Linked DNA regions of Xenopus laevis: region 1 is linked to region 2. The links are chromatin contacts, called in public Hi-C maps. All regions are on one chromosome and are shown on one strand. The core of a region is the stretch at or near the end of the contact, and the rest is flanking DNA. Distances in the headings are between cores, read along the strand shown.

Evidence for each region. A called contact is a pair of places that touch in the nucleus more often than the background predicts.
Region 1: a Hi-C map of animal cap shows a contact between it and region 2, with 8 times the contacts expected there. The contact joins two enhancer-like sites. A contact is called at or near these places in 3 of 4 Hi-C or Micro-C datasets (the XL177 cell line, the XTC cell line and animal cap).

Annotation. Positions count from the first base shown.
Region 1 is chr9_10L:122,962,013-122,968,890 of Xenopus_laevis_v10.1, reverse strand. It overlaps pdia2.L (protein disulfide isomerase family A member 2 L homeolog), which reads left to right. Exons shown (of 11, transcript NM_001090179.1): 6 at 37-162; 7 at 576-770; 8 at 1,719-1,839; 9 at 4,058-4,239; 10 at 5,276-5,365. Among protein-coding and RNA genes, the nearest start is that of pdia2.L, 12 kb to the left of the region's middle. Within about 2 kb of position 5,325, at least 1 of the 7 cell types and tissues checked has an H3K27ac peak or open chromatin away from gene starts, as enhancers often do.
Region 2 is chr9_10L:122,847,899-122,855,241 of Xenopus_laevis_v10.1, reverse strand. No RefSeq gene overlaps it. Among protein-coding and RNA genes, the nearest start is that of mprip.L, 46 kb to the right of the region's middle. Within about 2 kb of position 5,676, at least 1 of the 7 cell types and tissues checked has an H3K27ac peak or open chromatin away from gene starts, as enhancers often do.

The DNA.
Region 1 (6,878 bases), core at 4,076-6,575, 110 kb before region 2:
CGTTTTATAATATCCATTGATTCTGTTGTTTCATAGACTTCAGACAAGATCTTTGCTGCCCAGATCCCAAACCACTTGTTGCTGTTTATCAATAAGAGTGACGATTCCCAACTGGTGCTGCTGGAACATTTCCGCAAAGCAGCTCCTGACTTTAAAGGGAAAGTAAGTGCATGATGGTCTGTGATCTTTTCTGTGCTTGAACATTCTAGATGTGGTTTATGAGATGGGTCCCTTTGGTTTCTGCTCAATGGCCATTCAAATAAATGATGAACCTCCCCTTGTGCCAAAAAATGGGTTCTCTGGAGCAATTTTAAGCTCAGTGTACAAAGTCTGTTAAGTACAGTGCTCCAGTGTTCCACCACCTGGGCAAACGTTGGTTGTCATATCATACCTTTCAGTAATAAACATTATACAGCTGATGTGAATGCTTTCTATTTGGTGTCCTCTACAAGTTGCACCACCCATAGCCTGACTTTGGCTATTACCAGTGCCTACTTCATTATACTAGTCACACTCACTTTTCCATTAATCAAACCCTTATTTATTTTGCATTGTGACTTATCTGCCCTGCCTAGGTCCTCTTCGTTTTCATTGACTCCAACGGTGGCTATGCTTCAGTGCTTGAGTATTTTGGGCTGAAATCATCAGACGTTCCAACCCTCCGATTTATTAACCTTGAGTCGGTGAAGAAGTACGTTTTCAATGCTCCGGAGATCACCGAAGACACTATTCAAGCGTTCTGCAGAAGTGTCCTTGAGGGTAACGTCAAGGTGGGGATTTTGTGTGTGTTTGTGTTCCTCAACCTCCCCCCATCCTGTTTCATGGAATAGTGATGAGAATTTAGAGCTGAAATCCATATGTTTTCATTTTGGTGCCTATGGCTTATGTTACGGCAATGATAAATCTAGCTCCCTGCAGATCTCCTCTGCCAGTATTATCTGATTGTTCTTATTGGATTACAGGATTTCTGTCAGGTTTCAACATTGATCTCACGTGGATAAAGCTGTGTTGATAAAATGAAGGGGTGTATTCCTAACAAAGAGCAGTTCAATCCAACAAAAGGCCGGGTTATATGCTGTACCTTATTCATAGGGATTATTGGACCAGCCCAAGGGCGATCAGCCCAATATCAGTGAAGATCAGGGAACCTACAAAGACATCTCCTATATATATATATATATATATATATATATATCTAAAGGAAATATAAACCCTCAAGACAAATGAATGTAAACTTGCCCAAAGTGCTCTTCTGAGCACTTTTGCTATTTAAATTCATCATTTATTTTCTAGTTTTCAAGATATTAGCCATTTTTAAACAGCTAATATAATTCATTTGAAACAACATTCACCATCTGCTGTTGATTTTGGCTACAGTCGGCTGAAAATTTACTTTGCGAAAAAAAGGAAAGTCTCGTGATGTTCTCCTGCTAAGAAAATGAAGTAAGTGAGCAGGGAAGAGTCATGTCTGGGCAGTTTTAAGCAGAGCAACATTGCAAGACTTTCCTTTTTCCAGGAAATTAACGGTTTGCCGTCTGTAGACTAAGTGACCAGCAGGTGACGCCATTGTTCCAAATGGATTATGATAGAGTAGTAAAAAAACGGCTTGAAAACTAGAAAACGAAATATGAATTGTAAAAGTGTCTAGAGGATGTCTGATATCTGGGCTTGTCATGGTTCCTCGTGTAACTGCAGTGATTTTCCATTTTACCATTCAGCAAAACCTTATGAGTGAGGAGATCCCAGAAGATTGGGATAAGAGTCCGGTGAAGGTTCTGGTGGGGAAGAACTTTGAAGAGGTGGCTTATGATGAAACCAAGAACGTCTTTGTAGAGTTCTGTAAGTATATCTGGATAAAGGGAGAGAGGGAAGGATTATGTGTTGGGCTCCATGCTGCCATCTTACCTTTCCCATCATCCCTAGTGTAGGTTTAGACCTATGTCTGGGCAGTAGAACACTACCCTGGGGATGACTGGAAAAGCCTTATAAGAAGGTGGTGTTGGTTCTGCCTTGATGTTTGGGTCTCCTTGTCCTCTGAAAGGGATGTAAACCTTCCATAGAACCATTCAGCTGCACTCTCCTAGTAGGAGGCCCAAACATAAATACCCTGCAAGAGGAATCTTCCGTTAGTGTCCTGAGCTCATAAACAATGGGCCCCATGGTACTCGGTTGGAAGGGGCCCCACACGTTAGAGGACCTGGGATATTAGCCCACTGCCCACCTTGCCAGCTAAATGGAATGGGATCCCAAGTTTTTTAAAACATGCATGCCTTAAAGGAGTTGTTCACCTTCGAGTTAACGTTTAGTACAATGTAGAGAGTGATATTCTGAGACAATTGGCAATTGTTTTTCATTTTTTATTATTTGTGGGTTTTGAGTTATTTAGCTTTTTATTCAGCAGCTCTCCAGTTTGTTCGGCTAAACTACCCTAGCAACCATGCACTGATTTGAATAAGAGACTGGAATATGAATAGGGGAGGCCTGAATAGAAAGAGAAGTAATACAAAGTAGCAATAACAATAAATTTGTTGCCTTACAGAGCATTTGTTTTTTAGATGGGGTCAGTGACCCCCATTTGAAAGCTGGAAAGAGTCAGAAGAAGAAGGCAAGATCATTAAAAAAAATGAAGGCCAATTGAAAAGTTGCTTGGAACTGGCCATTCTATAACATACTAAAAGTTAACTTAAAGGAGAACCACCCCTTCAATAGGTCACATCTTTATTTTGCCCAGTGCGTGCCCATTATCCCCTATTGCTCTCCTTGGGTTTAATTTGCCTGAAATCATTGAGAGACATTCTATATCCTATTACAGGACCCGCAATACTGGTCTCTGAGCCTCTCCTTCATGACCGTCTGCCCTACCAACTCTACGTGAGACATCTATTTGCTCTCTAGCATAGGGAGAGTGCTGGGCAGTTCAGGTTTGCTGATATTGACAGTGCTGAGTACTAGAAAATAGTTTATTATCCCTGATGTTGCGATACTACAACTCCCAGAATCCTGTAACCCTCATTAATAGGTTGGAGTATGCTGGGAATTGCATTGCAGCAACATTTGCTTCTCTCTAGCAGATACAGATCCCCCTTAAACCCTCTGGTATCTGATTAAATCTATGCAAAATGTAACGTTGCCATTGTCCCCTTGTGCATAACCAATATGGACACTAGATGTCACTGTTTCTTTATTTTATGTTTTCTTTGATTTTATGCATTGGGAATAATTCCTGTTTGGGATGATGGGCTCCACCTGGAGAATATACCATGTGTCTCAGTATATGGATTTATTGTGTCCAGGACAATGGCACTTTGCTAAATAAGTGGTGTCAAAACAGCTGTCCCCTGGGCATGGGGCACTTTGCAGAACTGTATCATTGGCAGAGATAGGGGCAATATTGGGAGATTTTGACACTGTTTTCCCAATGGGGCTAAAATAAAGCAGGTCCAGTGCAGGGGAATAACGAGATGTTACTGGGCCAGTGGCGTAACTACCGGGGGAGCAGGGGGTGCGATTGGGCCAGGGCCTCCCGGCAGCTCGCGTGCCTTTGACTCCGGCGGCAGAAAATGGCTTACGTCCTGCGCCAGGGCCCGCCCCCCTCTAGTTACATTACTGTACTGGGCCCCACAGCTAATTAAGTTAAGTAGGGCCCCAACATATCTAGAGATTGTCCTGTTTTACCAATATATGTTAAAATTGCTCATTATTTTGGGCCTCATGGAGCCCCTATACCTTCTGGCACCCCCGGAAGCCGCAGGGTCTGCTTTCTCTGTAGTCACTCCCCAGGCAGGCGCGTAACTATAGAGGACTCAGACCCCCAGTCGCTGCACTAAAATCCTCCCTCTGCTTCCCTACGAGAAAATTTTGTGCGCCTGCTGCATCAAAGGGATGCGCATGCTCAAGCAACATGGTGGGTGTGGGTTCAGAGAAGGGGTCTGTATGCGCCGGGTCCCTTTCAAGATTTTTGGCAGGGGGGTCTGGCAAGAGCTTATTACGCCACTGTCCCCAGGTCCAGTGAGTTTCAGTTGTGCACCAATCACATTGCATGTTTGTGCGTCTGCAGATGCGCCCTGGTGCTCTCACTGCAAAGAGATGGAACCCGTCTGGGAGGAACTAGGGGAAAAATACAAAGACCACGAGAACGTCATCATCGCCAAAATAGACGCCACCGCCAACGAAATTGATGGACTTAGAGTACGAGGATTCCCCAACCTGAGGTTTTTCCCTGCGGGCCCTGAGCGCAAGGTAATAACAGCCGTAATATCACTAGGGATGCACCCAATCCAGGATTCAGTTCGGGATTTAGATTCTGCCTTTTTCAGCAGGATTCAGATTCGGACGAATCCTTGTGCCTGGCAGAACTGAATCCTAATTTGCATATGTAAATTAGGGGTGGGAAGGGAAATCACGTGACTTTTTCCCCCCCACTTCCCCACAGTTGTCAGGAGAAAGAAAGAGGCTGCTCTGATGTTCTTCTGCTTAGGAAAGATTTGAGAAAGGTTTCTAATTTTATTCCTAAGCAGAAGAACATCAGAGCAGCCTCTTTCTTTCTCCTGACAACTTCCTTGACTACTTGGTGGTCAGACTGGTCAGAAAATGACCAGCAGGTGGCGCTGTTGTAACAAAATTAATTCATTTTAACAGTATATGTTTCCTTTAATATCTTGGAATGAAAAGAAAATAAATAATGAATGTAAATTACAAAAGTACCCCCTCATCAATTTTACATTCACTTATTTTAAAGGTTCACTTATCCTTTAAAATCTGTACTATTTGCTGTGGCCCCCAGCAGATCTATGTGTATAATATGCAGTGGGGTAACCCGATATTTCAGGTAGAGGTTGACCAGTTTTATTAATATTTATTGAAATCGTATATGAATTAAGGTATATGGGGCCCCTATACCCCCTGCAGCCACAGGGTCTGCTTTCTCTGTAGTTATAATTACACCCCCTGATGGCATTTAGTCCCTCTAACTGCCACAATCTTATCAGATAGCAATGCATCCGTTTCATTGCAAGAGAAATATTTGCATCGTGGGGTTTGTAGCTTTTCCAGGCACGGTCACCCTGTTGTAAAACTACAAATCCCACCACATTCTCAGGGGTTGAAGGACAGACGGAGCTGTAGTCCAGAAATACCAGGAAAGCAGCACTGCCCTGTTTGCCACTTGGCTTCTCATTGGAATATCTCTGGATAGAACTCTACGCCCCCCCCCCCTGCTGTGGCCCCGTTATCATAGAATGTGTTTTTGATGGTACTAATGACTTGTCATCCCCAGATGATTGAATATACAAAGGAAAGGACCGTCGAGCTGTTTTCGGCCTTCATCGACAGTGGAGGAGTGCTGCCCGACGAGCAAGAGACAAAGGTCAGTCCCAGACTCTGGTCACATGGGCGGTTGTTGGGCAGTCGCGTTGCTATGGGAAGTGCACACACAACAGCCAGGCTGGGAGCAGGTTGGGCTCAGGGATTGGAGACCCATCAATGAGCAAAAGCATCGGGTTCTCCTAGTGGGTCTGTTGTGATCTAGTCATTGGCCCAAACTGTTAGACTGGATTAATGTGGCTCATGTTGGTTAAATTGGGGAAAGATCTACAAGGAATTATTTCTATATGATGGGCGGCTTTAGACTTTGAGATTAGCCAGACAAACCATTCAGAACTGATGGGAGGGTTGGTAACCTGCTCCCAAACCCTAAGGTGCCTCTTCCAACCAGCCCACGTCCACCTCCTTCATTCCTGCCATATACATGATGTATTCTTATTAAAGGGGCGCTTCACAATTAACTTAACTTTTACTATTTTATAGAATGGCCTATTCTTACCAACTTTTCAATTGGCCTTCATTTATTCTTTTTTATAATTTGTGAATTATTTACCTTCTTCTTCTGACTCTTTCCAGCTTTCAAATAGGGGTCACTGACCCCATATAAAAAAACAAATGCCAGTAAGGCCACACTTTTATAGTTATTGTTACTTTGTATTACTCCTCTTTCTATTCAGGCCTCTCCGATTCATATTCCAGTCTCTTATTCAAATCAATGCATGGTTGCCTGGATAATTTGGACCCTAGCAACCAGACTGCTGAAATTGCAAACCAATTGCAAATTGTCTCCGAATATCACTCTCTATGTCATACTACAAATGAAAGGAACAGTAACATCAACAAATTTAAAATATATTTAAAGTAATAAAAATGTTATTTTAGTTTATATAAATAAGCTGCTGTGTAGCAATGGGGGCAGCCATTCAAAGGAGAAAAGACTCAGGTTACACAGCAGATAACAGATAAGCTCTGTAGAACATAATGGTGTTATCTATTATCCACTATTTAACCTGTGCCATATAGACTTTTTTCAATTTCCACCATTGCTACACAGCAGCTTGTTTATGTAAACAATAGTAGAGTCTCTGAAGCAAACACATCAATGTAACCAGTGCAGGGCAACACTACATGATATTTTTATTACTTAAAAACACTTTAATTTTTTGGTGTTACTCTTCCTTTAATTTAAAGGTGAACAGCCCCTTTAAGTCCCTCCCTCTTTTTGGACAACTAAGTATCTAGAGCCACTGGTTTAATGGGGATATGAATCGTTTAGAATAACTATTGTCTAAAAGTTGCACAAATGTAAGTACCAGCATATTATTAAAGGGGGTGTTCACCTTTAAATTAAATTATATTATGATGTAGAGAGTGAGATTAAGAGATAATTTGCAATTGTTTTCATTTTTTATTATTTGGGGTTATTTAGCTTTTCATTCAGCAGCTCTCCAGTTTGTAATTTCAGCAGTCTGGTTGCTAGGATCCAAATTCCCCTAGCAACCATGCACTGATTTGAATAAGAGACTGGATTATAATTAGGGGAGGGTCTAAATGGA
Region 2 (7,343 bases), core at 4,427-6,926:
AAGCCAAGTGTCCACCAACACGAACCACACATGATCCTGGCCATCTCCACCAGAGATCTAGGTACAGAAAGCCAATTGTCCACCAACACGAACCACACATGATCCTGGCAATATCCACCAGAGATCTACCAACACAAATCACACATGATGCTGGCCATCTCCACCAAAGACCTGGAGACAGGAAGTCAAGCATCCACCAACACTAACCACACATGATCTTGGTCATCTCCACCAGAGACCTATGGACAGAAAGTCACATCTCTGCCAACACTGAGCACACATGTTCCTGGCCATCTCCACCAGAGATCTAGGTACAGAAAGTAAAGTGTCCACCAACACAAACCACACATGATCCTGGCCATTGCCACCAGAGATCTAGGTACAGAAAGTCAAGTGTCCACCAACACAAACCACACATGATCCTGGCCATCTCCACCAGAGACCTATGGACAGGAAGTCGAATGTCTGCCAACACTAACCACACATGATCCTGGCCATCTTCACGAGAGGGACAGGAAGCCAAGTGGCTGCCAACCCTAGCTGTGCATGTTCATGGTTGGCCATCACCATCTCAGATCTAGGGACATGAAGTCAAGCGACTGTCAGCTCCACTTCCCTCCTCTGCCTACTTACGACGGAGGACAACTTTATTTGGTAGTACTAGTTTGGGCATGTTACTTTCAGAGATTTTATTTCCCAAAATCTGAAGACCAGTAATCGCTTGCCATAATATGATTTCTTACCAAAGAGGATCATTCACTGAACCGATGGGTTTGATTGGTTACAGTCTCAAATATTGATTTCATCTTTCACTGACCAAAAAATCAACAACAATATATATAAAACTACTGCATTGAAAAAGAGGTTAAAATCTGGCCTGTACGGAATGCTATATTCAGAATGGAATCTCTGCACCTTTCCCCCCTAAAAGCTAATGTTTTAGCTCACATTCCCCTGCAGGAATGAATAAATAAATGTCACCTTGTGTTAGTGTTTTCTGCAGCTTGCCTGTTTACTGGGGGCTCCAGCTCTCAGCGGGACGGGATAATGGATTCAGCTCATGCCTTTAAATAAAAGCCCCTGCAGGTACATCTCTCAATCTATGGGGGGATATTACATTAACATTTGCTGCCATTTAATTATCAGCCTACAGAAATAGATTGAGGGGAAAGAGAATAAAACTCACTTTATAATCTTATCACCACTAGGGAAAAAAGAAGAATACAAACATATTTCTCCTTGCTATACATTCGATGGACATGATAAGTCATTGGGGAGTTCCGGGGCCATTAAATTTCCTCCTATTTTAAAGTAAGGAGTTACAATAAATGTCCTTGTGTCATATGATACAAGTGACATTGTCACTCTTACAGAATCTACTTTAACCCCACCTGCACCCAAAGCACATGCCTATGCTGCATACCCCAAGTAATGGCCCTGGCCCTGAGCCCACTGAGCATGTGCAGTGCCACTGACAGACAAAAGATGGATTAATAAGATCCAAGATGGGCATCGTTACTGTTATAGGACTGCTGAACTTACGGCTGGTACAGTTCGTTCTATATAACATACAGCCATATCGATTGTATGATTTAGTTCTCCTTTAAATTTTGTAGTCTGGCAAGCCTGGCGTGCAGTGCAGTAATGCCAGTGTGTAAGCAAGCATGGCAATAGGTTGGCACATGCCCATGTTTCGTACCAATTTATTCTTTAACTATATATTATATAGTTAAAATATCAGAATATTTGGTCTTACAGCTTTGTTATAAATAGCTCAGGCATAAAGCAGGTTCAGACCCTCTGGAAGGGTAGCAGCAAATCAGCACCCACCCCAAATCTCACTGGCCTTCAGGCTGGGTCCCCTTAGCTCATAATAAGGTTACAGATATATAGAAACATTGGGGTAACAGTCACCCTGCTATAGTTCCAGGGGTACCCAGGGCACAAATAAGCACTCACCCCAAATCTCACCCTAACTAACCTTCAGGCTGGTCCCCTTAGCTCATAATAAGGTTACAGATATATAGAAACATTGGGGTGTCACCCTGCTATAGTTCCAGGGGTACCCAGGACACAAATAAGCACTCACCCCAAATCTCCCCCTATCTGACCTTCGGGCTGGGCCCCCATTACTCATAACAAGGTTACAGATATATAGAAACATTGGGGTAACAGTCACCCTGCTATAGTTCCAGGGGTACCCAGGGCACAAATAAACACTCACCCCAAATCTCCCCCCCAACTGTCCTTTAATCTGGGCCCCCTTAGCTCATTACAAGGTTACAGATATATAGAAACATTGGGGTAACAGTCACCCTGCTATAGTTCCAGGGGTACCCAGGGCACAAATAAGCACTCACCCCAAATCTCCCCCTAACTGGCCTTCAGGCTGGGCCCCCTTAGCTCATAACAAGGTTACAGACATATAGAAACATTGGGGTAACAGTCACCCTGCTATAGTTCCAGGGGTACCCAGGGCACAAATAAGCACTCACCCCAAATCTCACCCTAACTGACCTTCAGGCTGGGCCCCCTTAGCTCATAACAAGGTTACAGATATATAGAAACATTGGGGTAACAGTCACCCTGCTATAGTTCCAGGGGTACCCAGGAACCCTGGCCTACAGTTTGGGGATCACTGCTGAAAGGCAATTAAACTAGAGCAGTGGCAGAAATAGTACTTATATACTGTAATATATATAATAATGTAGGCTTTCTTTATAGCTGTTGGGAAAGCTCTTGTGGGAGAGCGCTTACTCATTAATGTAAATAATGTATGGAAACCCAATTAACAGGAACAATTAGCCTGGTCAGTAATATGTTAAAACACCTTTTCTTTGCATTATAACAAGCTGTGGGATTTCCAGAGAACTAACAGACGTGTGAAAATGTCAGGCTCGCCCGCTATGCTGCACTGATTAGTATTAATTATACATTGAGATTAGGGGAATGGGCTAAACATTTGCACAACATGTATTCCAATGCCAGGGGGCCTCACTGTCGGATTCCCATCAGTGAGATTCTTTCAGAATATAATAAATAATATATATATAAAACATATTAGGAGTCAGCGAAACAAAAGCTGTTCATAGGGTTGACATAAGGCGGCCATACATGTATCTAGTGGCCCTATGACTAGTCATTCACATCATGGATTCTGATTGGAATCATAATGGAGTTTTTGGATCATCCAATGCTCCATCTAAAGTCATGACAGGGATGGATCTTGTAAGGAGAGGTCACATCCTAGTTGATCCCCATTGTAAGCAGCAGCCCTGCCCTGCTTTATGGCTGAGATTCTAGCTCTCTGTATAACAGAGCATTCTGTCCCACAGATCCTATCTGATCCCCATTGTAAGCAGCAGCCCTGTCCTGCTTTATGGCAGCTGAGATTCTAGCTATCTGTATAACAGAGCATTCTGTCCCACAGATCCTATCTGATCCCCATTGTAAGCAGCAGCCCTGTCCTGCTTTATGGCAGCTGAGATTCTAGCTATCTGTATAACAGAGCATTCTGTCCCACAGATCCTATCTGATCCCCATTGTAAGCAGCAGTCCTGTCCTGCTTTATGGCAGCTGAGATTCTAGCTATCTGTATAACAGAGCATTCTGTCCCACAGATCCTATCTGATCCCCATTGTAAGCAGCAGCCCTGTCCTGCTTTATGGCAGCTGAGATTCTAGCTATCTGTATAACAGAGCATTCTGTCCCACAGATCCTATCTGATCCCCATTGTAAGCAGCAGTCCTGTCCTGCTTTATGGCAGCTGAGATTCTAGCTATCTGTATAACAGAGAATTCTAGCACAATGGTCCACCGGATTATGAACCAGTAACATGATCAGTTACCGGACTAGTTGAGATAGGAAAGGTTTGCAAGGCAAAGTAAACATCTCCGCTGCAATTTCAAAATATATATTATATATGAAACCTCTATATATTTGCAGTAGAAGTGCATAGAAATTAATTAATCAGTAAAATAAGGAAACTTGGGCCTTATAATTTTTTATAGTATTTTATCCAGTGGCGCATCCTTGTGACCCATGAATGATGTAAATAGTGAAAGAGTGAGCTGAGCATAATGACTTTTAGGGTCGGCTCTCTGGGGGCATCCATAATTAACATGTTGAGGGATTTAAAGGATGTCGAGGATTCTGTTCGAGGCCCCACCTGTTGTTTGAACACATTTCTATACAGCAGGAGTCCAAGTCGATCAAACAGGCTCAGGCTCATCTGTTGGCTGTAACGTGACCCCGGCCTGTTGTTTAAGCTTTATTCCCAATCGCGTGCGTTTCCTGCAGTGTTTAACGTGAATACGGGAAATGGTTAAAGGATGACAATGGCGCTTGTGTGTATTGGGTAAGATTATAGCCAGTCCCCGGGTTATTGTTGCCATTGCCTATAATACTAAAGGGAAAGTCGGATGCTCTGCGCAGCCCCACACCATATTATCAGCATGATAAGGTCACAGGCTAAAAAAATATTGATTTTCCCTCTCTCTCTCTCTGCCCCCTGAGCCTCCGGAAACAATACCTGCTAATTAGCTAATTATATCACATACTGTTTTTTTTCCATTATTAAAGAGCCAGTAACGCAGAGGAATACTAATGCAGCCTGTTGTATTTACATGTAATAAAAAGTGCAACAATGCATTGAATCAAGATTATTTTACAAGCAAAATGATCGGTCTGTTTCCCCTAATCACGTTACTATGGGGCTGGGTGCAAAGTTTGCTGCTGGGCCCCCCACCCCAGGACACACGTATATGGCTCGGTTCTCCTACCAGCCAGTTTTCATGTTGTCAGGATGGTGTCTAGGGTTGCCACCTTAATTGTTTTGTGAAAATGGGCAGGGGTCGGGCTGGGTGGTCGGGGCAGGTTGGTGATGTTGGGGGGCGGTGATGTTGGGGGGCGAGGTGGTGATGTTGGGGGTGGGTCTGTAATGTCAGGGGTGGAACAGATGACATAGGGGGCTGGGCGGGTGATTTAGGGGGTTGAACTTAGGGGGCAATTGGCTGATCGCCATATAATTCACTTAAATGTCCAGTCCATGTCCAGGCAGGCACTTTTCACCCGGGCAGCTCTTCCAAAAACAGGGTCAGATGGCAACCCTAATGGTGTCCAATGTGGGCCCTATGGGGGAATGGGCAAGGGCAGGCCAAGATTTGTTTTCAGACCATAAAGGCCAGTGCCTATGGCGGCAAAATTTTAGGGGCAGCAAAATTTTAGGGTCAGTATGCCACCTAGCTGCATTCTAAGGAGAACTAGGGAAATACAGCTCCCCAGTGCTCTAGCGCATGCACTCATGGGGGGAAGGGGGGTGTTGCACACATGAAGGTAGGTGGGCCGGCTCTAGGACCACAAGACCTTGGGGCTCCCTGTGCAGGAAATATGGGCCTGGGCAAGGGCGCAGTCACACTTCCGGCCCTACAATGTCTGCTCCAACCAACAAACTCCAGGGTAATAGTGGGAGCCCACAATAGTATTGCATTGGTAAATTGTGTATTTGTGGCATCAGTAGGGGTGTAAACTGGGTCTTTTCCGGCATGGCAAAGCTCACGACAATTCATTTGGTGGAAATCAGTTTCACAACTCCAGGGTCAAGCGGGGGGCCCGGGGCCTGGCGGGAATACTGTCCGGGGCCCCCCTCCAGACCCCCCTGGCCCCACTACTGCGTCTCAAATTGTTTTTTTTTAAATAGGAAATAGGGAGAGGGGGTCTGGCCCAGTGAGTGCCAGGGCCAACTGGATTTTCTCCCGGTGTCCCGCCAGGCCAGTCGGACCCTGCACAACTCCCAGACAAAGGTGTTAAAGGGATGGTTTATCTATAAGGCAACTTTTAATATGTTATAGAATGGCCAATTTTAAGCAACTTTTTAATTGGTCTTCACTATTTATATTCATTTTTTTTAACATATTCTTCTTCTAAATTTTTCCAGCTTTCAAATGGGGGTGGGGGGGATCAGTGACCCCATCTAAAAAACAAATGCTCTGTAAGGTTACAAATGCATTGTTATTGTTACTTTTTATTCCTCATGTTTCTATTCAGGCCTCTCCTATTCATATTCCAGTCTCTTATTCAAATCAATGCATAGTTGCCAGGGCAATTTGGACCCTAGCCAACAAATTCAAAACCAATAGCAAATTGTCTTAGAATTTCCCTCTTTATACCAGTGATCCACAACCCGTAGCTCGTAGCAACATGTTGCTCATCAACCCCCTTGGATGTTGCTTTCAATGGCCTCAAAGCAGGAGCTTATTTTTGAATTCCAGGTTTGGAGGCAAGTTTTAGTTGTATAAAAAACAGGTGTAATGCCAAACAGACCCTCCTGTAGTCTGCCAGTCCTCATAGTGACCACCAAATAGCCAATTACAGCCCTTATTTGCCACCCCATTAAGTTTTTGCATGCCTGTGTTGCTCCCCAACTCTTTTTATTTTTGAATGTGGCTCACGCGTAAAAAAGGTTGGGGACCCCTGCTCTATAGCATACTAAAGGTTAACTTCAAGATGAATAACCCCTTAAAAGTTGTACGTCACCTTTCAATTAACCTTCTGCATGATGCAGCGAGTGATATTGTGAGACAATTTGCAGTTGGTCTTCAAACCACGCAGTAGTTCGATTAAGAGACTGGAAGGATAAAGCGTCTGAATAGAAAGATATCGCAGCCTCATGAAGCAAACGGTTTTTGGTTGTCAGGGAAGCGAATTCCATAGCAACCAGATAATGATGACATATGTCTTTTTTGATTGCAAATGGCACCAGTGCACTATCCCATAGGAAGCAGTTATTATTATTATTATTATTATTAGCAATTAAAATCCACTGGCTACATGGTGATTGGTTGCCACAGGTACAGTGGGGCAGCATAATGGAGCAATTATTTCTATGTGAACGTGGGGAATAGCACTGGCCACGTTTATTGCTGGATTTGCCTTCTGTTGCCTTAGGAAACTGCCCCAGGAGGCTAATTAACAGCAGTTGATGACATAATACCCAATCAATGGGATCTTCCCTTCTCGTCCTCCTTGTTAGAGGTACCGGAATCAAGTTCAGTCAATGAAAGGGGCAGTGTTTATTTCATTTGCACAATACAGAAAGATACCGTCCTCCCATGCTGAATGATAGGGAACAACTACAGTATAGAACACGGACTCTCTCAAGGTTCATTTATTTACAGCTCTGCTGTCTGAGGAGCTCTTCATGAATAAGCAATATCTAAGCAATAGCAATATATTTTTTTTAATTTTTTCAAATAAACTGGTAGCATTATATCATGGAAATGTACCCGGCCCCTGTACAATCAGAGGCATTAAAGGAGAACTAAACCCTAAAAATGAATATGGCT